4 separate regions of the Mus musculus genome follow, and regions 2, 3 and 4 are each linked to region 1. A link is a contact called in public HiChIP or PLAC-seq data. All regions are on one chromosome and are shown on one strand. The core of a region is the stretch at or near the end of the contact, and the rest is flanking DNA. Distances in the headings are between cores, read along the strand shown.

The links. HiChIP or PLAC-seq counts read pairs in DNA pulled down with a chosen protein or histone mark.
Region 2: an H3K4me3 HiChIP or PLAC-seq map of bone marrow-derived macrophages shows a contact between it and region 1, with 6 times the contacts expected there. The contact joins the promoter of Ktn1 here to the enhancer-like site in region 1. A contact is called at or near these places in 1 of 484 Hi-C or Micro-C datasets (bone marrow-derived macrophages) and 5 of 115 datasets of contacts at active chromatin or transcription factors (bone marrow-derived macrophages, embryonic forebrain, embryonic limb bud and 2 more).
Region 3: a contact with region 1 is called in an H3K4me3 HiChIP or PLAC-seq map of bone marrow-derived macrophages, with 7 times the contacts expected there. The contact joins the promoter of Naa30 here to the enhancer-like site in region 1. A contact is called at or near these places in 6 of 115 datasets of contacts at active chromatin or transcription factors (the 230-238 cell line, bone marrow-derived macrophages, embryonic stem cells and 3 more) and 2 of 9 other capture datasets (liver and macrophages).
Region 4: an H3K27ac HiChIP or PLAC-seq map of epiblast stem cells shows a contact between it and region 1, with 6 times the contacts expected there. The contact joins two enhancer-like sites. A contact is called at or near these places in 4 of 39 promoter capture datasets (cranial neural crest, embryonic stem cells, pre-B cells and 1 more), 3 of 484 Hi-C or Micro-C datasets (bone marrow-derived macrophages, cerebral cortex and cortical neurons) and 5 of 115 datasets of contacts at active chromatin or transcription factors (embryonic basal ganglia, embryonic stem cells, epiblast stem cells and 2 more).

What each region holds. Positions count from the first base shown.
Region 1 is chr14:48,419,428-48,425,562 of GRCm38.p6, forward strand. No RefSeq gene overlaps it. Among named protein-coding and RNA genes, the nearest start is that of Tmem260, 24 kb to the right of the region's middle. Within about 2 kb of position 2,839, at least 116 of the 459 cell types and tissues checked have an H3K27ac peak or open chromatin away from gene starts, as enhancers often do. A contact at or near this core is called in bone marrow-derived macrophages, epiblast stem cells, memory CD8 T cells and 1 more, where this site is marked.
Region 2 is chr14:47,645,396-47,651,530 of GRCm38.p6, forward strand. Ktn1 (kinectin 1) reads left to right here and starts at 3,916. Exons shown (of 39, transcript NM_001347527.1): 1 at 3,916-4,044.
Region 3 is chr14:49,169,812-49,175,946 of GRCm38.p6, forward strand. Naa30 (N(alpha)-acetyltransferase 30, NatC catalytic subunit) reads left to right here and starts at 2,435. Exons shown (of 5, transcript NM_027492.2): 1 at 2,435-2,566; 2 at 2,805-3,582. The coding sequence starts at 2,806.
Region 4 is chr14:48,996,403-49,002,537 of GRCm38.p6, forward strand. Gm23470 (a small nuclear RNA gene) reads right to left here and starts at 5,434; the gene lies at 5,277-5,434. Within about 2 kb of position 2,574, at least 19 of the 459 cell types and tissues checked have an H3K27ac peak or open chromatin away from gene starts, as enhancers often do. A contact at or near this core is called in epiblast stem cells, where this site is marked.

The DNA.
Region 1 (6,135 bases), core at 1,589-4,088:
GCTCATTTTTAGTGCTGTGAATTACTTTGTGCTTTTAAAGCACATAGAATCCTTCCTGGACCTAGATCACCAATGTTTGTCTTTTACTATGAAAACTTTTGAAAATTGCCAGTGCCCAAGCCCTGTGCAAAATTTAAGGGGTTGGGGCTGAGAAGAAGCACAGACATGTTTTAAATTCCTTAGATGAGTCTAGGTGGAGAACAGCTTATCTAGAAAGGTCCAATTTAAAAAAAAATGTTGAGGTAGAACTACTCCTAGTTTTCTGAGAAAACGTCAAAATGATTTCCAAAGTGGTTGTACAAGTTTGCACTCCCACCAGCAATGGAGGAGGGTTCCCCTTGCTCCACATCCTCGCCAGCATCTGCTGTCTCTTGAACTTTTGACCTTAGCCATTCTGATGGGTGTAAGGTGGTAATCTCAGGGTAATTTTGATTTGTATTTCCCTGATGACTAAGGACTTTGAACAGTTCTTTAAGGCTTCTCAGAAGCCATTTGAGACTCCTCTGTTGAGAATTTTCTGGTTGGTTCTGTACCCCATTTTTAATTGGGTTATTGGGGTGGTTGGTGTCTACCTTATTGAGTTCTTTATAAATTTTGGATGTTAGCACTCTGTCAAATGTAGGGTTGGTGAAGATCCTTTCCAAATCTGTGGGCTGCTGATGTGTCTTATTGACAGTGTCCTTTGACTAGCAGAGATGGCTAGATGGCCATGAAAATGAATGGAAATATTCAAGTGATCAGGGTGAGATGGTGCAGGCAGGGCATCTCCAGGATAAGACAGAGGCCTGGAATAAGGGAGGCACCCAAGAATCAATGGGGGTGACCTTAGCTATGAATCACTACATCGGGGCTATGGGACCTGAAGAGGCCACCTCTTGTAGCCAGACAGGAATCCCAGTGGAGCAATAGAAGACACCAACCCACCCACAAAACTTTCAACCCAAAATTTATCCTGACTACAAGAAATGCAGGCAAGGGGGATGGAGCATAAACTGAGGGAATGCCCAACCAATAACTGACCCAACTTGAGACCCATCCCATGGGCAAGCACCAATCCCTGACATCATTAATGATACTCTGTTATGCTTGCAGATAGGAGCATGTTGTCCTCTGAGAGACCCTACCCAGCAGATGACCCAAACTGATACAGACACCCATAGCCAAACAGTGGCTGGGGCTTAGGGACGCTTATGGAAGAATAGGAGGAAGCTTTGTGCACAGGCTCCAGCTGGAGCTAATACAAGGCACAGGAGACTGCACTAAGACAACATGAACACGCTCTGAAGTCTTTTTTGTTTGTTTGGTTGGTTGGTTTGGTTTTGATTTTGGTTTTTTGGTTTTCTGAGACAGAGTTTCTCTGTATAGCCCTGGCTGTCCTGGAACTCACTCTGTAGACCAGGCTGGCCTCAAACTGAGAAATCTGCCTGCCTCTGCCTCCCTAGTGCTGGGATTAAAGGCGTGCACCATAGTTTTACTGTGTATGACCAGAGCATGCATTGTGAGAGATAGAAGTACATTGAAGAGAATAGGCCAATACCATTGATAAGCACTCCTAAGCTGGGTAGATAAATGTATTCAGCTTACTGCTGGACGAACCAGTGAAAGGCAGTTTGGTGTTCAGAGTAGTTTGGTGGCAGGGAGCTGGAGGGCAAGGCCAGGGCTGTTGTTGGGAGATCCTGGGGAGGTTTAAAGGAGTAGTTCCTTCTGGATAAGAACAATCAAGAACAGGAATGATTTTATAGTTGGAAATTCAGTAATTGTAATCGAGAAGCTAAGGGGATGAAGGCCAGGCTAGCTAGGCCAAGAGTACAGTTTCGAGTTTTGTTGTTGTTGTTGTTGTTGTTTATTTTGTTTTGTTAGAGAAAGGGGCTAGCCTAGTCATTTCTGTATGCAGAGCCTCTTCGGTTTTTTGCTCTTTTCTAATCTGGTCGAGGAGCGAAGGTACCTCTTCCTAGTCTGTGCACGTGGCTCATGCTCAGGAAGGAATAACACGAGCTAGCTGCCCACCATACTCTGCTTTCCCAGCGGACAAGGAAGGCGCTTGATCCCTTAAGTCACGTTAGGACTTAAATAGTGAAGACTCCTAAGGAATGGAATAACATAACAATGTTTCTATGGAAAGACTCCTTAGGAGGCTGTGTGGAGGATGGTTTTGAATATGACAAAGATGAATGCAGATGATTTAACAGGAACAGAGGAACACTCCCGGCAGTGGGAGTGTAAGGAATAAAAAGGGGAAGAGAGGGTGTGAGGGAAAGGAGGACAGGAAGCCCAGAATGGCAACGGTGGGGGATGGCAAGGAAGGGCTAGAGAGGAAAGGGGGGGAAGAGGGTAGAATGGAGACGACGGGAGGGAGGAGCAGGAAGGACAGTGGGGGGTGCAGGTGGGGGGAGGAGAGCATGAAGGAGAGAGCAGGAGGAGCAGGGTGGATGGGAGACGAAGAAATAAAATGATGGAGCACATAGTCGATCTCCACTTCGAGAAAGAATTTGACATTACAGACTTTCCCCGCCCCCCCCCATCCACCCTGAAAAGGGAAACTCTACTATTTAAAGTTCCTGCCTGGACACATACAACTGACTTGGGGCTTCTGAAGTGTGAAGTCCCCTTGTCCCAGCTCTGGGACCAGGCTGCAGCAGCCTTTCTCACTTCAGATGGGAAGGAAGGGCGTGCAGGGTCCAGGAGGCTGTGATTCAGAGCGGTCACGTCACACCGGGACAGAGACCGCAGGCTTTGACTTTCTTGGGGGAAGGGCTGTCTGTTGTCCCAGGGCTGTGAGTCACAGATAGCAAAGGACAGATGATGGAAAGTGACAGGAAACCCCCACTGAGCACAGTTCTCTGAGGCTAATGCACCCCAGTCAGGCAGCCTCTAAGGAAGTGTAAGTGGGCCATTCTGCTGCCAGAGAGCAGCAAAGCCCTGAAGATGAGGGGGGAGATAGGAGCTTCTTTCGGTGTGGGTAGGAAGCCACAGTAACTGAGCACAAAAGACAGCTGATCGGAGGACTTTTTGAAAGCTAAAGTGATGATTTTACTCCACTCTGGACTTTAATGTGTGTGCCTCTGTGTGTGCCTCTGTGTGTGTGTCTGTGTGTGTGTGTGTGTGTGCATGTCTGTCTGTGCTGGACACCACAGGAGGACATCACTTGAATAGGATCTCTCACCCCGTCTGGAGACCTTGGGTTTTTCAGCAAGCTTCAGAGATTGTCCTGCCTCCCCTACTTGGCTTCCCAACGGGCGGGGTTATAGGCACTTGCCACCATGCGTGGCTTTTTATATGGGTGCTGGATCTGAACTCAGTAAGGCTTAGCAAGGGCTTTTACCCTCTAAGAAATCTTCTCCAGACTCCTGAACTTTTTTTTTTTTTGATTTTTAATCCATGAAATGGTGATTCACTGGTCTGAAAAACAGATGCATAACAAAAACTCGTGTGGTAGAGGGAAGGGGAGATAGACTGAACGGTGGAACAGGGGCAGAAGATCAAGCAGGATTGCAGCTACTAATGATTATAAGGTTGACGCTGTAATCCTCTGGGGTGGGGAGAAGGCATGAAAAGATCTAAGTCTCTTTCCTTTTAGTCTCTTTGGGGGCTTGGGGTGGCCTCGAATAGCTTAATTTTAATCTGTGGCAGCACGGTTACATAAGTGGCTTGGAGCAGAGTGCTTCTTAGCATTTGCTTCTGTTCCATTTCCTGCAGATGCTCCGAGGAGCGCACTCACTGGTCTGATGCATTTCATAAGAATTCAGGCGACTTGTTTACCTAGTACGTCTATAGGGCTCCTCTGCAGATTACCAAAACACTCAGAAAATGAGGATTCTATTAGTTCATGACCTTGTGTTTTAGTGGGGTTGGGGGGAGTGGCTTTGAAATTCATAAAATGTGTTAATGTAGGGATAGAAATCTTTATCCCCCCATGTATGCTCAGTCCAATCAACAGGAAGGATTAGGTCCTAAATAATCTGACATTAGTATTAAAACAAACATTTACAAACATGTGTGCCCATTACTGGCTATTACATATGGAGCTTTAGTTCTTTATCCCCCAACCTTTTACTAGAAGGCATCACTGTATGTGACACTAGGTAGGGAATGCTAATTAAGACTTAGGTCACCTTTTCATTTAGTAGCAGAGGAAAAGCCGCAATAACCATTTGAGAAAGGCTAAGTGAATGGTGTGTCACACAACAGGGGGGCCTGAGGCTAGCTCTGCTTCTCATACTTTGCTAGTGACATGCTGAGGTGCTGAGGGCATCTGCGGCCCGGCCGGCCGAGTTCACAACTGAGCAATGCTGTATGTAGTTCAGCTCCCAGGCAGTTAAAAGCAACCTGGGAGCATCTGTGACTGTCCTTGAGTACTGGTTGCTTCTCCTGCTGCTGTGATCAGATGCCAGCAGAATCGACTTGAAGGGTTGTGTGGTATGCTGTGTGAAAGGCTCAGTCCATTGTGGTGGGGAAGTTGATGGCTTGGGTCTGAGGCAGCAGATATCTGCAGTCAGGAGGCAGAGAGCTATGAATGCCGGTACAGTTGTCTGTTTTAGTCAGTTGATGGCTCCAGCCCGTGACATAGTACCCCTCACTTCTGAGTAGTTCTTCCAGCTCAGTAGAAATGACTTCATTGACACACCCAAAGGTGTGCTTCCATCATGACTCAAGACTACAAACTGAATTGACAATCCATATTATCAATCCCACCTTGCTATGTTCTGAGAACTTGTTCCAGGACACACACCCTCCCCCCCCCCCATCACCTGAGCATCTCATTCCCACAGACACACACAGCAAAATCCTTGGGTGCTCAAATTTCTTCTATAAAATGGCAGTGTATTCAGCAGATGTGCACCACCCATATACCTTAAATAATAAACTGTGCCTCATGCATTGTAGAGGCAATGTAAATGGTTATTTTGTGTCACTAGAGAATAAAGACAAGAAGAAACTGCCTTTGTAATGCAGGTGGAAGGTTTCCTCGTTAATATATATTTTTAGTTCATAGTTGATTGACTCTAAGGATGTGGGGCCTGTGAATGCAGAGTGCAGACTGTAGACGATGTGTTTCCTCTTAATTCTTTTTGAAAGTAAACTTTTACTTATTAAAACCCATCTCTCTTGTGTTTTCATTCAATGGAATGCAGCTTTTATCCTAAGTCTCTCTGACTGTCTCACTTCTTGAGCCTTGACAGCAGCATCTCCAGTGGTTTCCTCCCTAGTGAAAACCATAATGACGTGGAAGTATAGTTCCCGCACTTGCTTTCATGAAGCTTGCCGTCTGCAATACTCCTTCCTTACAGGTTAAATGGCGGTAGGTTAAGAGCCTGACACTAAATTGACATTTTAACCATGATCTGTTTGCCCTCCCTGGTGCCAAATGAATGAAATCAGTTGCATGAGTGCTTCTGGCAGGCAGGGAATCATTCCTAGGTTGGATGTAGTCTGTTGATGTTTTAAAAGAGCACAGGCATTACGTTGGTTGGTGAGAGATGAGTAAGGCCAACAGCATGCTGCTAAACACACAGCTGTTGGGATGGAAAAGCTTGCTTGTTACTATGGCTGACTTAAAATTAGCAAGTTAACATCTTGAACTCAAAGCAGAAAAATTGCTCACCACTGATCTCCTCAGCCAGCGCATAGTCCCCCAGAGAAGTGGTGGGGAGCTGGGCAAGCGCAGAAGATTCATCTGCTTCAACAGGAAAGGGTGGTGTGACTTTAAATTCTTCCACGAAGTGAAGTATCACTTGCCTGTGTCTCCGTTAGGGCTTTATTGCTGGGGAAAGATGCCGTAACCAAGGCATCTCTTACAAAGCAAAACATTTAACTGGGGCTGCCTTATAGTTCGGAGGTTTAGTCCGTTATCGTTATGGTGGGTAGCATAGCGGCATGCAGGCAGACAGTGCTGGAGAGGTATCTGGGAGTTCTACATCCAGATCCACAGGCAACAGGAAGAGAGAGTGGACCTGGCTTGAGCATCTGAGACCTCAAAGCCCACCCCCAGTAGCACACTTCCTCCAAGAAAGCCACACCTTCTCTAACAAGGCCACACCTCCTAATAGTGCCATGCGGGCCTACGCAGGCCATTTTCAAACCACCACAACCTGTTAACTCTGCCTTCCCAATTCCTAACTTAAGTATTGGTCCAAT
Region 2 (6,135 bases), core at 2,666-5,165, 770 kb before region 1:
TCTATGACCCCCAACTCAGAAGACATACCCCTCTTGTATTGCTTGATGGTTTTAGAAACAAAGAAGACAAGACAAGATGGAGGCCTTAAGTTTCTGCAGATGTAAGCAGATGTCTCCTGGTAAATGCCCTCAGGGATCTTGCACGTTCTGTCTGCAATTGGCAGCCCTCTGGAGATGATCCCCCCCGCCCCCCGAGAGCAAAATTCCAGTGCTGCAAGCCACCATCTCTCCTGCTCATCGCTGGAAATGGGTCTTTAACAGCCATTTCCCATCACTCCATCACGTTAGCTACTTCTGGTAAATACTTCGGGCCTTAGCTGCAGCATGAGTCTTTCTGCTGGGAAGTGGGTTCCCATCTCAGAAACCATGCTGTCTTGTAATTCAGAAAAGTCACGTGACTGAAGCCAAAGCACGAGGGGTTTTTCAAGAATCATCCGTGGTGTCACATGACAGACAGGCTCTACCAAATGAACTCTAAGATGCTTTGTGGCCGGGAATGTCACTGGTCACTTTGCTAAGGAGTGCAGCAGAACCCTGCTGTGGGTATAGAAACAAATTGGCAGGAATGGTATCTAATGGGTAGATACACACTGCCTAGTGGGTGTTCAGTTTCAGACCCAAGGAAAGGAAGGGGCTGAGGTGCATATTTTATATATCAAAGCAGACCTGGCCTCCAGGTTCTCCCCGCATCTTCCAGTCTCAACGTGGCAAACCCAGACCCTAAACTTTTGTTCTCTCTCTCTCTTCCTCAATCCCTCCCTCCCTCTCCCCCTCTCCCCATGGCGACTCCCCTGGCCTCCATCCTCGGGGCCAGTGAACTTCCTGCAGAGCAACTTCTCAATAAACCCGCCTTTACTATAATCTAGTCTGGCTTGAATTGGCTCATTTCGCTGGTGGACATATAACCCATCAGTGGGTACTTCTCACATAACTGAGAGCCAGGGAGAGCTAGAGTGACAGGGCAAGAATGAGAGCAGAGAGCTCCAGTGCGGAGAGCAAGACATGTGAACAAGAGAGCCAGCAGAGGAGATTGATGGAATGGAGGCCCCTTAGGACGCCAGAGGGCTGCCGGCCAGAGCTCTGTGTCACCCGGCTTGTCATCAGGAAAAATCATTTTGTAGCCTTCACAGAATAACAACTTGAAATAGAGCTTGGACTCTGCTCCTTTTTTTTTTTTTTTTTTTAAACTGTGACATTCTCCAAACAATATATATGAGTTCCAAAAAGTAGCTTTTAAAACTGTTGAACCAGCAAAACATGGTGGCGGGTGTCTATTCAACAGTGGCGTCCTAGAAGGGGAAGCCTCTTGAAAGTTTAGGGGTCCAGTTGAGTCGTTTCTCTCTCCATCTAGTCTCAGGGTCTCTCAGTGATGCAGTGGAATTTTCTTGCTGGAACTTGCTCTGTAGAGCAGGCTGGCCTCGAATTCAGAGATCCTCATGCCCCTGCCTCCCTGGGATTAAGGGCTTGTGCCACTAAGGCCAGGAGTGGGATTTAAGAGGGAATTTAGAGCTTTAAGATCAGTGGCTCCAAGAGACAGTGGGTCCAAAAACTTGGCATAATGTTAATTCTGTCCGGGCGTGAGGCTGGTGGATCTCTGAGTTTGAGGCCAGCCTGGTCTACAGAGTGAGTTCCAGGACAGCCAGGGCTACACAGAGAAACCCGGTCTCATAAAACCAAAACCAAAACCAAAAAAAAAAAGATTCCCAAACAAAGGGCACAGCGCAAGCCCCTATGGATCCAACAGTTCCTCTGTTTGAGAGCTGGTTCCTTGTAGATCTGCAGCTGAACTTTCTGAGAACCTTCTTCCTCCTTTATTCAGATGAAGGCAGGCATCCTTCCAGCCTCCCTTCCAGTACTGTGAGCTGCTTTACTTCAATGCTTATCTCTGCCTTCCCTGAGCTGGCTGAGTGAGATACAATCTCTTACTCAGATGCTACTCTGATCTCTACAGAACTCCCCAATTCTGGGAAGCCTACATGGTCAAAACAGGAATGGGCAGGCGCCTCTTCATCTATCAATATATTGCATGCCTTCAAATCTTCCCCAAAATCCGTTAAGAAGAAAACTGGTACAAGCTAAAAGCAGTAAACTGTGCTTTTTGTCCGGGGGGGGGGGGGGGGCGCAGGGGGGAGGGGAGAAATAGTCTTTCGGTAGCTACATTATACCTTATAGTTTTCAATAAGGTTTAATTTCTGATTGTTTTAAGAGATAACTCAGATGGGGAGTGCTAATTCCTTTTAGCAAGTTAGTTGTGGGTTTCAGCGACATGGACATGACATCGGTGAGTAGTGAGCAGCAGTCACAGTTAATTATAACTTAGGTTAATTATGTGTGTTAACTATAGTTAATTATGTTACATTTTACTATACTTCAAAACTTAGAGGATTAGTCTTAAATACCAATAGGGCTTGCCACCTGTAACATATCTAGTACATCTTTTTGTTTTGATGTGAGCAATTAGAAAGCTTATAGGAAGGAAGCATCCAGCTGTTCCCCTTTGAGAAGTCAAAGTTCATCCGAATAGAAGTGGCTGGCGCATTTATACTTCTGTATCGACTATAAGAAGTAAGACGTTTGGAGGATTGCTTCCCTAAAGACCATGCTACTATGTAACTTACGAAGGAACCTATGTATCATTTGTATGCAAATGATGGTGTCCTTTTCCTAATGTCAGAAAAAAAAATCTAACTGGAAACTTTTTTGTGGGTGGAGGGGGCGCAATTACAGAGTTGTTTGTAAGCTATTCAAGAACCTTTACATTCCATTACAGAAATGATACAGTTACACTTTGTATTAAGCTACTAATGGCCTCACTTCCCAACAAAGCCAAATCTTCTGGCACTTACAGGTTCAAGAGACAGCAGCTCAGAAACAGTGTTTTGCTGGCCTTGGAGCTGGTGAGTGCTGAATAATACTCATGAGAAAGGAAAAGAGCAAGCTCCTTGAGAAGTGGTGATTGGACACTGGTGGAATTCTCAATACCTCATCAGGCTGTTGCTACAAACGCTTCAGCTTTCATTTCTGCTTTGAAGAGCTCTGAAAGCTTGGGCGGAAATCATTCGAACGCAGACAGATGCGCAGCATTCTTGTAACTAGCCTATGATGAGGACATTCTCTGTTGTTAATGTTGAGACTTATCTGATGCTCCAATCATTAAGGATTGCTCCTGGGTAATGGTAATGGTGAGTCTGATTCTATTTCTCTACCCCACACTCTAGAAGCGTGCCAATCATTTGGTAACTTTTGAGGAGAGTTTAGAGTATGTTGTAGATATGTTCAGGGCAGTGACTGGCGTTGTCTGAGATAATAATAATAATAATAATAATAATAATAATAATAATAAAACACTAAAAAGCAACACCGGAGAAAAAGCTTCCATCCTCGCAGCAAAGAGCAGAGAGACGCAGAGATTCTGGTCAACCCCTCTTAGCGCTGCAGTTTCTAGTTATTTAACCTTGCTTAAGGAATGGCCAGCAGCCAGCAAGCATTGCAGCCTTACAATATTTGCACACAACTTATTTAGGTCGGCTCTATAAATTCCTCGTTTTGCGGATTTCGGAGGAGAAATCCCAGCCGTGTGTGTGTGTGTGTGTGTGTGTGTGTGTGTGTGTGTGTGTGTGTGTGTGTGTGTGTATGTCTAGCAACTTGGAGTACGGTTAAAAGGAATCAACCCGTGTCGGGGGCCAAGTGGTACTTTTGTGCGAGGGTCACGTGAGACCAAGGCCGACTGGGGGAGGCAGAGTAGGGTTGAATGGATGAAGGGATTCCGCAGGGACTTCCAGGCGGAGGGTGACGTCTCTGCAGCCCAGCGCGGGGCATCTGGAGGCCGCCGGCTGCGCGGACCTGTCCCTTTAAGGGGCCGGTCTCCGGGCCCCTCTGGCCGCGACGCCCGGACGTGCGGAGCCGCCCCGCCCCGAAGCCGCCCGTTTCCTGCGGGGCGGCGCGACGGCACCTGAGCTACTGCGGCGGGGCCTGGGAGCGCGCTGACCAGGAGGTAGAGCTCGCGCCGCTGCATCGTCCCGGCCTGGTACCCGGCTGCGCAGGGTGAGGAGCAGGGCCGGGGACTCCAGGGCGCGCGGGCGCGGGGCGCAGGGCGGGGGGCTGCGCTCGCGGGGTAGGCCTCGCACGGAGGTCGCAGTGTGCAGCGTCCGCCCAGGCCGCGCCGCCGCCGGCCCGCTCCGAGGATCCGCCTGCGGGTTCGGGCTCCAGGGTTCTGGCTCGGCGATCTCCCCGTGGCTGCAAGGTCCGATCCCAGGTCCGCGAGTGGCCGGAGCTCCCCGGCCATCTCCTCTGAGGGCGAGGTCGATCCGCCAGGGCCGCGGGGTGACCGAGGAGCCTATTTTTAGCTGGGCTCGCAGGCCCCAGGGCGGGCTGGCGGATTAAGGCTCTGATGAGGGTGACCAGAGGGAGCGCCTCGCCTCGCCTCGGGCGCCCTGGGCTCGGGCTGGGCCACGCGTGCGCCATGCTGGAGCGGCTCTCCCCTCGCTTGTCCCGGAGCGCCGCCCCTCCCACCACCCGGTCCTGGGAGTTAGGGGAAATCCTGCGAAGTTCTCCCTCTCTCCCAGGGGTGTGTCCGCCTTGGTGTCCAACAATAGAATTTGGGGTGTCCCGGATCTGGCCGCTTTTGGCGTAAGGGAGCAGAGTTCGGCCATCCGAGACCGGGGCTTGGGAAGCAGCGTTCTCTTCTTTGTCCGGCTGCCTCTCGGTTTAGGTCAAAAAGTGCGCTGTTTAGTGTCTTCGGGTCCTTCTGGGAGGAGGCGGAAACCCGGATTCTAACAGCAGGGCCACTGCTAGAAGTGGATTCCTTAGCAGCTATGTGGATTAGCATAGCTTCAGAAGCTGCGGGCCGAATAGAATAGTTCAAAGTTTTGGAGTGTTCTGAGAAATTGACAGCTCCACACCCAGGTAAAGAGGAGCTCCCCAAAGGTGAACTAGACATTGAGTTGTGTAGCAGGTGACTTAGGGGTGATTTAACTTTTTTTTTTTTTTTTTGCCTGAATTAGGTTGCACTTGTTTTCTCCCCTCACCCGCAAGCACTGGCAGCAGTGGCTCTGGTGTGGGTAAAAGCATTTGGTGATGAGACCTGAGATAATCTGTCCATGCTGCCCTGGGGCATTCCGGCTGACCTGTGTTCTGTATGTGCCGCGGTAGCCTTTCATATCTGATGTGTTGCTTGGTAAATAAGCCTCTTTCCCATTCCACCTTTCTTTTAGAGACCTTACACGAAATAGCTAGGCTTAATTATGTAGGTTCTTTCCCCATGCCAACCCTGAGTTAGAAACGTCTCTGAATTTTGTAGCCCTCAGTAGACATACATGTCTTAATTATCAGGTGCATTAGAGAATAAGGTGTTCTACATTACTGAGACACACACTCAAATATATCGGGAAAATTCCTCAAGTGTATTAAACACTTTAATATCACAAAGGATACCCAGTATATAATCCTTTCTTGATTCATTGTCAGCATTATGGAAAGCCGTTGGTTTGTTTTATTTTATTGGTATATTTCTATGACCTCCCTAAGTATTAGCAGCCTCTTTCTCTGATATAGTTTCCCCCTAAACAAATCTAATAAGCAAAATCCACACAAACCCCTCACCCCCCGAGCAGTGTACAGGCTTGCTAGTTTGTAGGTTTTGATCTTTTGTTAGATTTTGATAAAGACCTAACAAGTAAAGGGCTTGTTCTGAGGCTCAGCTTCTAGAGGACGCATGGTAAGATTGACCGTCAGTCAGTCTTTAGCTGGAATTTTACTTGAACTCTTTGGAGGATGTATCGTTTTTCCAGGGAGGGACTCACTGGGGTCAGCCAGAAACTTGAGCATGCCATATATACTTTTGACACCTCTAGCCCTCGAATATGTATTTTTGTTTGTATGCCTACTATGCTTTTTTTTTAATGGCCAAATTTTTAATTAAAAAGATTTTTTCAATACTTTGTAAAAAATAAAAATTAGTAAACTCAGTGGTTCCAGGAGAGTTTGCTTTAGGAATCTGACCTCATGTGTAATAAGGAATGGCAGGAGGTGGGGGCGGGGGAGGTACAAATGTTCAGGTGTTTGAAAGTAACCTCTTACGCATGTGGTTTTAAAGGTCTCTGAAGGCAAATCCAGAGTATCCCTAGAGACCAGAAG
Region 3 (6,135 bases), core at 1,185-3,684, 750 kb after region 1:
GAAGTCAGGTCAGGAACTCAATCAGGCCAGGAACCTGGAGGCAGGAGCTGATGCGGAGGCCATGGAGGTGTGCTGCTTACTGGCTCGCTCCTCATGGCTTGCTCAGCTTGCTCTCTTTCAGATGCCAGGACCACCAGCCCAGGAATGGCACTACCCACAATGGGCCGGTCCCTCCCACATCAATCACTAAGAAAATACCTTACAGCCAGATTTTAAGGAGGCATTTTCTCAATGGAGGTTCCCTCCTTTCTCTTAACTCTAGCTTATGTCAAGTTAAGGCTAGGTAGCACACATAACAAATGGTTATTTTATAGTGAATAATTGTGGGAGTAATTTTCAGAGGAGTCATAGGAGCTACAAGAGAACCAATAGCAATATTTCTTTCTGTTTTTGAAAACAATAGCATACTTTAACAGTAGTAGGCTTTATTTTAATCTAGGACAGTGAGATGGCTAAATTGCCATGCAAGTGAACTCTATTGAGTTCAAAGTCCTCAGAACATACGTAAATGCTGGGTGGGTGTGATGGATCGTGTAATTCCAGCTTGAGCAGGTGGGAAAGAAGGATCTTTGGAGCAATCTGCTTTGAAAAACTAGCTCTACTGGGGAGCTTCAGGTTCAACTTCGAGAGCTCACCTCAAAGAACAAGGCACATAAGCAATGGAGGAGGATTTCTAACATCCGTGTCAAGCATCCTCAGGCCTGAACATACCTGTACACGTGTGTTCACACACACACACACACACACACTCACCAACATACACAGGCACACACGTTGGCACACACATCATACAGAGAAAAAAAAAGCAAAGTAGCTTATTTAGTCATTCTCAAATTTATAGCTACTTAATTATTTCTTCCATATTACTGAGAAAACTGAAATATATATGTGTTTTCATGCCTGTTTATACAGGAATGTACTTTTGTAAGACACGAACTCATAAAAGTCGTAGTGTATAGAGGGCACTTTGTACAATACTTGGTAGATACTTACACATTTTATCATCTTTAGAGGCTGAGTCTCTCTGTTTGAGCTGGTGGTGTCCTTTAATAGTCTTAGTGAAAAGGATTGTCACCCTCGTGTCTCAAACCATGCCACAGTGCAGGTTAATCTCACTTGAAATTTATTTTTATTTTTACTTAGTATTTATTTTTAGAAACAGTTTTGCTATGCAGCCCAGGCTTCCTTTGAATTCCATAGCTTTTTACTTTTGCCTTCTGAGTACTTGGATTCCAGACATGTGCTGACTACTGCAGCTCACTTTTTTTTTTTTTCAGTTTAGATTATGGCACAAAGTTGCAAACACCTGTCATAAAAGCCTATCTCTGAAAACATGAATCTTGGGCATACCTGACTAGCTCTATAAATCAGTTGAAATAAATAAAAAAGCTATCTAACACATTTTATTCTTTTTAAACTTGTTATGGGTGTTTGCCTGTATGTAGGCGTATCTGTGCACATTCCTGATGCCCTTGGAGGCCAGAAAAGGCTGTAGCCTCCCTTTGACCTGGGATTACAGACAGTTGTGAACTGCCATTTGGGTGCTGGGAATCTAACCCTAGTGTTCCTTACTGCTGACTCATCTCTTCAGCTCCTACAAGTTAATAAGTAACTTGATTAGTATGCGTGTGAGTTACTCAACTCTCAGATCAGATATGCAGAAAACTACCAGCTGTGGATTAGAGCAGAGGTAACCCACACGCTCAAAGTTTTTACACCTGCTTAGCATATCACATGGGAGGATCCCGTGAACTCTTACCAGGTGCTTCCCAACCTAACACAATTACAACCACAAATCAGGAGTACGCTTGTTAGCCGCCACCATCTCTGTCGCTTCCCCCAGTTGTTGCCTTTCGTTGTCCGGCACCTGTTTGTCACATTTATGCCTTCAATCTTTGGGGTGGAGGAATGGGGCAACAAGACTACTAGCCATTCTTTTGTCCCAACGGGGTAGGTAAAGGTTCTTCTTCTTCTTTTTTTTAAATTGCAAAATGCTATCTTCACAGCTCAATGTTTTAAATTCCCTCTAATTCGCGGTCCAGGCCGGGATTTGCTGCCTTTGTAGCCGGCGCTCCCTGCCCCACGCGCCAGGTCAGAGCAAAAGTTGTAACAGTACAGCTGCATAAAGGCACTAGAGGTTGGATGTCAACAGCCAGCAGCTCCCAGGGCACCTAGCCCTGCCCACCCGGGGAGGCTGCGGGGCGAGTTCCGCAGGAACCTCTGGAACCCCAGGCTAGAGCCCCACCCCCGGCACGCGGCCTCCCGGAAGCCCTCCGGAGACACCTCGGGCCCCGCCCCTGCACAGGTCACCTCCCTCCACGCCCCCTTTTCTGGCCCGGCAGCCGGCAGGCAGGGAAGTGTCGTAAAGCTTGGCCCAGGAAACTTTACCCGGGGTAACAGGCGAGGCGCTTTACGGCGGCGGCGGCGGCCGGGTGAGAGGCTCGGCAGCGGCGGCGACAGCGGTGGCGGTGGTGGCGGCGGAGCGGCCGCGGCGGTGAAGGCGACTGCGGCGCGGCGGTGGCTGAGGGAGAGGAGCGGCGGAAACGGCGGCGGGGAGCGGCGCGGGGTGAGCCGCGAGGAGGGGCGGGTGGGAGGCGGTGACACGGCCGGCGGCGGGGCTCGGGCGGCCAGGGACGGTGGCCGGCGCGGCGGCGTGGGGGCGGCGCGGCGTTGGGGACACTCGGTGAGGGACGGTTTCTGCCTTTGTTCCCCCCGCCTCGGCCGCCCCCGGCCCGCCAGTCCGCGCTGCCTGGCGCCGGTCGGCCGCCTCTCATGGCCTCCTCTCTCGGCTGTGTCGCTTCTAGGATGGCGGAGGTACCGCCTGGGCCTAGCAGCCTCCTCCCACCACCAGCGCCTGCGGCCCCAGCGGCGGCGGAGCTCCGCTGCCCGTTCCCGGCGGGGGCCGCGCTCGCTTGCTGCAGCGAGGACGAGGAGGACGACGAGGAGCACGAAGGCGGCTGCGGGAGCCCAGCGGGCGGCGAGGCGGCGACCTCGGCCAAGGCGCGTTCTTGCCTTCGCTGCCCGCAGCTGCCTCCGGAGCAGCAGCAGCAGCAGCTCAACGGCTTGATCGGCCCAGAACTGCGACACCTCCGGGCCGCGGCGACCCTCAAGAGTAAGGTTCTGAGTGCAGCGGAGGCGGCCGCCCCCGACGGGGCCTCCAAAGTGACTGCCACAAAAGGAGCCGAGGGACACCCGGGGGAGAGACCTCCCCACTCGGTCCCCAACAATGCAAGAACTGCACTCCCCGGCCGGTCAGAGGCAGCGGCGGCGGCGGCGGGGGCGGCGAGCGACCCCGCTGCGGCCCGAAATGGACTGGTGGAGGGCACCGAGCAGCAGGAGGAGGAGGAGATGGACGAGCAGGTGCGGCTGCTGTCTTCGTCTCTGACCACCGGCTGCAGTTTAAGGAGCTCCCAGGGCAGGGAGGCCGAGCCCGGGGAGGATCGGACGATACGATACGTCCGATATGAATCTGAGCTCCAAATGCCTGATATCATGAGACTGATCACCAAAGATCTGTCTGAACCCTACTCCATTTATACGTATAGATATTTTATCCACAACTGGCCACAGCTGTGTTTCTTGGTAAGTGGATGGAATGAAAACAGGGTGAGCCCAGCAGAGATCCAGGCCACTCGGGGCAGGGAGTGTGAGGGCCCGGAGTGTGGCCGTGGATGTATCCTTCATTTTCATAGTACCTTACAGATGGGAGGCGCGAAGGTGCGCACTTTTCCCAGGTATTCCGTGGAACTGTGTGGAAGGTAAGAGCTCGTGATCTGGGTTATCTTGTGACTTTTGGAACAGCAGCAATCCTGTGCAGAGCATGTTTCACATGGGGGCTGTCTTACATCCTGTTTACATTAGCTTCTAATCATGTTTAACCTTCCTCATCCTTAGAGCACTTTGCTGTGATTGAATTGGAACATGGTTTTGATCCGATACAGGCCTTAGTAATAACTCAGTTACAGCCATGGTCGGGGAAGAATATATGCGCTAAATGTGCTTTAGTCAACATGGCTGTCAGCAAACTTGCTGTGGCCACACAGGAGAATGAAATCGCAGGCCCTGTTCATTGATTGTGGACCATTAACAGTTGTAGTCAGCCTGCTTTCAGGTGTGCTATTGCAGAAGGTGTCACTAACACTTCCGGTGCCTGAGAGGGCCCTGAAACTTGAATAGAAGGCCCTTTTGTGGGATGCAGGAAACTTAAGTGTGAAACTACTCAAAAACAGTCTAAAAACTAGTACCATTGGTTAGTGTGGGTATAGCTGCGTGAAGGCTTTTTTTTTTTACTTATATGTAAGCTGAGTATATTTGTCTGTCGGGTAAGATGAATAATTAAGTTTACATTGCCAGCATCAGTAATCTAGTAATCACTCAACAGTAATATTGACTCAGTTTCAGTCTGTATGAAACCTTTAATTAGACTTGAGGTGTCAGCCGTGTGTGGCGAGCACAGGCTTAGATGTTTACTAAAGGCACATATTTAGGAGAGTAAAGTTCCCACGTCTATTTATTGTTTTAACCCTGACATAGTTGCACTCAGTCTTCCTTGCAGTATGTTTTGACAAGACTTAAAAAGTCTCGTGGTTGCTTGCACAGCAAGCAGAAATACTGCACAGAAATACTAATGGATATTGTAGATATTGGTAATTTGCTAGCTCCCATGTAAATTATGCTTAAACTTTTTTTCTTAGAACATTTGTTTAAACTTTAGGTACTATTTTGTATTTCAGTACCCCGCCCCGGATTCTTAACATTGTATTAAAGTAGTTCTGCTGGACATGGTGGCGCACACCTTCAATCCTAGCACTTGGGAGGCAAGGGCAGCCTGGTCTACACATACTGAGTTCTATGACAACTGGGCCATGTAGAGAGAACTTGTTTTAAAAAACAAAACAAGAGGTTCTAAGACAGTGTCAGTGAATATGGTGCAGTATTTACAACACTACTGCATATGTCATCAAATGCCACTCCTCAAAATTGTGGATTGACTTAGTCGTAAGGTAAGCCACAAAAGTGTGTAATGGAGTCACATTTTAAACTGAAATGGAGCTGGGGATGTGGCTCATGGGAGTGGGCTTGAGTTATGTTTCAGCTATAGCTCAGTTTCCTGGCATTTAGACTATGGTAAGTGTCAGTTTTTATGTAGACCTGTCTTAATTGTCAGATAGATAACTTGTACTTCAGCCTTTACTAGCCAAAGTTGAACATTAAGCAACACATATCTAGAAGTTGAAATGTGTACAAAAAGCTTTTTCTAGGGTATCTCACATGAAAGTATAGAATATGAATTTGGAGATAGCAAACAAAGTGATATGCAACAGAGGTAGTTTACAACTAGGTATTTTATATTGGTATGCTTTTCAAATTGAATTTCCCATAAGAACTAATTTTTATAAATAAAACTTTTTTTTCCAAATTATATCTGAAAGGACAGCCCTAAAGATAATATAGACTCACTTTCTATTAATTTTTTAATGGAAATAAAACCCATGGTGATGTACAATGCTTAAATCTCTAGCTATTTAGTAGCAGATAGGTAAAGGTAGAATCCAGGTCTCCTGGCTTCTCATGACAGTAAGGTGAGGGACTATGACATACCGTTGACCTAGTTTATGAAACACATTGTAGCTGGGGTTGTGTTCAGCAAGGGAAAGTTGTCCTTACATGAATAAGTCTCGGGATTAAACTTTGCCGTGTGCCCCCAGGTTCCAGGGATAACGTGGTAGACCTAATGGAATATTTGAAGAATATATGAACCATAAAAATTGCCTGTACTTGGTTGACTCATAAAAATAAGTTTCTTAAAATTCTCCCTAATATTCCTAACACTTTAGAGAATAGAAGCCAGTACAAATATGAGTCCCTGTCATTTACCACAAGCTTGTATCCCTTTATATAGTATTTTCAGTGGTAGTGTTTTTTAGAAGTTCTTAAACAGACAACAAGCCATATAATGCAGTATTTCCATTTATTCTAAATGTAATTTTCTGGCATCCTCCAGGGTTAGTGTTCTGAAGTTTGGGAAACTGTATTTTGCACATACACATTTTTCATAGTTCTATAGACTTAACAGACTTTTAGCCTTGTGAAGTTAAACCAGAGACTTCCCACTTCCTGTACTTCAGAAAACAC
Region 4 (6,135 bases), core at 1,324-3,823, 580 kb after region 1:
CACGTTCATATCACTAAGTGACTACATAAAAAAAAACTGGAGAGAGAGCTCATACTAATGACTTAATAGCACATCTGAAAGCTCTAGAAGAAAAAGAAGAAACCATACCCCAAGAGAGTAGATGACAAAAAATAATCAAACAGGGCAAAGTAAATAGAAATGACGATAACAACAAAACAATCCCCCCCAAAAAATCAATGAAACAAAGAAATGGTTCTTTGGGAAAAAATCAATACAATTGACAGCCTCAGCCAAATTAACCAAAAGACAGGGAGGAAAGCTCCACCTAACCTTAGAGATGAAAGGGAACATAACAACAGACACCAAGGAAAGCCAGAGAATCTTAAGAATATACTTTGAAATCCTGTACTCTACCAAATTGGAAAATCTGAAAGAAATGGATAATTTTTCTTGTTATTTACCACCTACCAAAATCAAATCAAGACCAACCAACTTAAACAGACCTATAGCCCCTAGTGAAATAGAAGCAGTAATTAAAAATCTACCAAAGAAATACTCCTCAAACTAGTCCACTAAATAGAAACAGAAAGAACATTGCTCAATTTATTTTATGATGCCACAGTTACCCTGATACCCAAAATCACATAAGGACCCAAGAAAAAGAGAATTAAAGACCAATCTTCCTTATGAACATAGATGCAAAAATTCTCAAGAAAATATTAGCAAACCAACAAGAGCACATTAAAAAGATCATCCAACATGATCAAATAGACTTCGTTCCAGAGATCCAGGGATGATTCAACATTTGTAAATCCACAAATCAGCAATCCACCATATAAATAAACTGAAAAACAAAAACCACACGATCATCTCCTTAGATGCAGAAAAGGCTTATGACAAAATCCAACACCCTTTCATGATAAAAGTTCTGGAGAGATTAGAGATACAAGGGACACACCTCAACATAATAAAGGTGATATACATTGAGCCCACAGCCAATATCACCTAAACGGAAATTCAATCCATTTCCTCTAAAATCAGGAGGAAGACAATGTTGTGTACTCTATGTATACCTATTCAGTATGGAACTTAATGTTGTAGCAATAAGACAGCTGAGGAGATCAAGGGGATACAAACTGGAAAGGGGGAAGTCAAAGTAATCAAAGTGTATTTATTTGCAGATGGCATAATAGTATATAGAAGTGACCCCCCCCCAAATTTCTATTAGGAAACTTCTACAGCTGATAAAAACTTTCAGCAAAGTAGCTGGATACAAAGTTAACTCATAAAACAGTAGCCTTCCTATATACAAATAACAGATCAAGAAAGAAGTCAGGGGAATGACACTTTTCATCATAGCCTCAAATAATATATAAAATATCTTGAGGTAACTCTAACCAAGCAAGTGAATGACATGAACGATAAAAACTTTAAGATGTTGAAGAAAGAAACTGAAGATGAAAAGATCTCCCATGTTCATGGATCAGTAGGGATAACACAGTAAAAATGGCCATCCTACCAAAAGCAATCTAGAGATTCAACACAAAATTCCAACACAATTCTTCACGAGACCGTTAAAGGACAATTCTCAGCTTCATACAGAAACACAAAAATACCAAGCATAACTAAAATAATGTTGAGTAGTAAAAGAACTGCTGGAGGTATCACCATTTCCAACCTCAAATTGGACTACAGAGCTATAGTAGTAAAAACAGTGTTATTGCACAGAAACAGACATGTTCATCAATTGGATCTAATTGAAGACCCAGACATAAATCCCCACACCTATAAGCAAGCCCTTGATTTTTGATGAAGAGACCAGGAATACACACTTGGGAGAAAAGACAGCATCTTCAAGCTGAATGGATCCACACAGACCACCTTGCACAAAACTCAACTCCAAATGAATCAAAGACCTCAACATAAAATTAGATGCACTGAGCCTGATAGAAGAGAGAGTGGAAAACTGTTGCAGGGAATATTAAAAAGATTTGGCATGTTCCTGTGCTTGTTCTGGCAACTCTCTGCCCCGGTGGCCCAGCTGGTCATGCACTGGAAGGCAATGTTCGACCTGTTTTTATCTGACTCAGAACTCCACAATCTCTCCACCCAGCTTGCTAGGTTCCCACTGGTGGGTTACTACCACCCCAACTCTGCTTCAAATCCCCCATGGCCTTTGTGGTGCACCTCAGGCAAACCCATGCTTTTGCCTTTCTCTCCTAAACTTGGACTAGCCGCCCCATGAAGGAAAAAGCAGCACAAACTTAGTTCAGAAATGACAGGTAACTCAATTGCTGAGTGCAGCAACTAAAATCCTAATCTTGTAAGCCTTATTAAGTCTAGATCCTCTGGTGGCAAATCCTGATGGATCCATCATTGAAACCAGGAGACACTCGTAGCTACATCTTGTCCTCATGCTATCTCTTCCCCAAAAGATCCTAACTCTCTCCTGCTTCCTCTCTTCCTCTGTCCAACCTGGAAGTCCCTCCTACTTGCCCAGTGATTGGCTCCTTTATTCATTAGTGGATTGGTTCACACGAAGTCACCTGAGTATGACTCACTCTTTGTCCCTCCCAGGAGAGTGGTTTAGCATCAACATACAAATAGCACCAGGCCCTTCCACAACAGGAAACAGCCTTGAACTCATTAGCACAAGAAAAGAACGCGATTAGCACAGGCACTATGGTCAACAACTTGTAAGTAGGATCTCATGACACTGAAACGCTTCTGTAAGGCAAAGAACACCAAGCAGGCACCTACAGAATGGGAGAAATCCCCCCACCCCTCCAACTACACATCTGACAGAGGGCTAATATTGAAAATTTATAAAGAACTAAGAAAAACTAAGCAAACAAACAAACAAAAAACCCTGCATACCAAGAAATCAAATAACCCAATTTTTAAAATGGGGTACAGATCTAAGTAGAGAATTCTCAGAAGAGAAACCTCAAATGGCTGAGTAAACACTTAACAATGTTTAACATTCCTTTTCTTCTCTCTGTCTCTCTCTCGTTTTGTTTTGTTTTGTTTTTTTTGTTTTTTGTTTTTTGAGACAGGCTTTCTCTGTGTAACTATGGCTGTCCTTGAATTCATTATGTGGACCAGGCTGGCCTTGAACTAAGAGATCCTCCTGCTTCTGCTGGGTCTAAAGATGTGTGCTACCACTGCCTGGCTAAACACTCTTAGTTATCAGGGAAAGGCAAATCTAAATTTTATCTTATAATTGTCAGAATGGCCAAATTCAATAGCTCGTGCTGGCAAGGATGTGGAATGAAGGGAACACTTGTCCATTGCTGGTGAGTGTGCAAACTTGTACAGCCACTATGGAAATCAGTGTAGTGGTTCCTCAAGAGGATGGGAATTGCTCTACCTCAAGACCTGGCTCTACTACTCTCAGACATATACCCAAAGGATAAGATGCCTCGTCCTCCCACAGAGACACTTGCTCAACCATGTTCATTGTGTTGTTCTAGTCATAACAGCCAGAAATTGGAAGTAACCTAGATGTCCCCCTCAATAGATGAATGGATAAAGAAAATGTGGTACATTTACAAATGACATATTGTTCAGTTGCTAAAAAAAATCATGAAATTTGCAGATAAATATGGATGGAACTAGAAAAAAATGCCCTTTAGTGATCCAGAAACAAAACTATGGTATGGATTCATTTATATGTGGATATTTGCTGCTAAGTTTTTGATGACCAAGTTATAACCTACAGAACTGCAGATGTTCTACTGGGGGTGATCTTTCTAGGAAAGAGAAATAGGCTAAATAGTTAGGAACTGATGTGGTGGGTAGGGACTGGAATGGGAAGATCAAGCAGGAAGGTGAAGAGAATACAGGGAGAGACAGCCAAATTGAAGGGGCCATCTTATGGGTGGTTATTGTAATCTACTACAGTGGAAGCTCCCTGAAATACATTTTATGTATGTTAGGAGATCTAGCTAAAATCACCAAATAACAGGGGAGACAGAGCCCCAACTGGCTATCTCTTGTTACCAAATGAACCTTCCAGAACTAGGTTTGGCTTACATCTAATTAAATTGTTGGCCAAAGGAGTTCCACAGGAATTGGGTTCCCCAAACAACCCACGCTGTTGCCCAGGCTGTAGATTGCTCTTCACAAACTGAGAGCAAGACCCTATTTCTGAAGACAGCAACTACACAACTCACTGAACACAGAGAAGTTGAGCTGGTGCCTACCTAGAACTTCATCTAGAGCTTCTTGGTACCGGGAGATACTCTGCACACTACCAAAAGAGAAACATAAACACCAAGCCAGCCACAAACCCTTTATCTATAATGATGTCCTGACTGCAAGATAGATACACTAGTGCAATGGTGGCCACAACATTGTGGGAATAGCTAACCAATAACTGATTTGACTTAAGGCCCATTCTATGAGATGGAGTCCATACCCAGTGCTTCTTGGGTAACCAAGAACCTGAGACTAGATAGCCCAGGGACCCAGGGTAAAACCAAATACTACTGCTCTGTTAATGGAATGTAGCAATAAAATGACTCCTGTTGACATTCTGCCACACATAGGTCAGAGACTTGCTCAGACACTACCTGAGCAGCTTCCTCCTGTAATGGATGGGACAGAGACCCACAGAAGGACAATATGCAGAGTGAGAGACCTTGGGACACTCGTTCTAAATGGGATGAGTCCATCAAATCCTATTCCCTAAGAGCTAAGAGAACACTGAGGAAGAGGAGGCAGAGTGTATGAGCCAGAGAAGATGGATGGAAGACACCAAGAAAACCAGGCCTTCTAAACACAACAGGATCGGTGCACATATGAACTCACAGAGACTGAAGTAGTAGACAGAGTCCCTGTGTGGGTCTGTGCCAATTGGGGTCCTGGAACTCCAAGGAGAAGAGGACATACACCCGCATTTCTAACCCAGAGGTTATCTCCAATTGATAACCCACTTACAAATGAAAACTTAGTTTCCTCTAAGGGAGTCTCACTGAGGAAACAAATTATTCTTGAGGGTGGGCTACAGCCGAGCAGTAGATGGCCAGCAGAAAACCAACTCAGTGTCTTTGGAGGTCCTTTGTCAGAGCTTTGAAAAAATAAATACATTTTTAACGTTTTAAATTTTATTTCTCATTTTTTACTCTACATGTCCTTTGTGTGTGTGTGTGTGTGTGTGTGTGTGTATAAAATGGATTTTGGTTTTGTGTTTTTACGGAGATTCTTGAGTGTGCCTGAGTGTGTCTGAGTCTATCTCTGTTTCTTTTGTTTTGGGCTCCTTTCCTTTTGTATTTGTTTTGTCCCATTCCCGTGGTTTTATTTCATCTTATTCTATTATTATCCCTGAGCTGCCCATTTGTTTGATTTGTTTGCCTATTTTTGTTTTTGATGGGGGTGTCACAGAGGTCAGAACATCTGGAGTGCAATGGATAAACCTTATCCTGGGAAAACCACCTTCGTGATCATGGTATCTCTCCTGCCAGGTAAGTATGCCTGTTTGTTTTCTCATGAGCTGGAAAGGGGCTGGACTCCAAAGGTCTCTGAGAGGTGGGAGGGGATTGGGAGGAGCAGAGGGAGGGGAAACTGTAAGTGGTGTATACTGTATGAAAAAAACTCTCTACTTCCAATAAAAGAAAAAAGTAAAATATAAAAAAGAAGAAGTGCATTCATTTTACTGTGCTCAGCGCTCCCTTTCATTCTTGAACACTGATTCTGCCTATTTAAAGTATGCATATGAAGCTGAAAAATAACCTACATCATGATATACCCACCCCATCAGAAAGGTGTGCCTTCCACTCCTTTCATATTGCTAGAGGACGGAGTTGTCTGGGCGTCTTGATTCTGCAGGTGGAATCTCATGTAGGGTCAGTCTCTAGTGAGCAGTAAATTTGAGAACTTTTCTTGTTATTTATGTTATTAAATGTTTTCATTTGTAGCTGTTTCAAAATTTTTTGCCTGTTTTCCTATTTGAGTCTTAAGGATATGCAGATGTTTATCATATGTTTTGCATATATAATTCTTTTAACTATTTCCCTATTTTTTTCTTATTATCTGCACAGAAAATGAATGGATTTTGGACTTAGGAGTGGCCGTGGAAGAGACTCACTCTTGGGGGCCAAGCAGTTGGAAGACTGGATTTCGATATGAAGGTTCCTGGAAAGTTCTTTTAGGATCTGAGGTAATGAAAAAGCA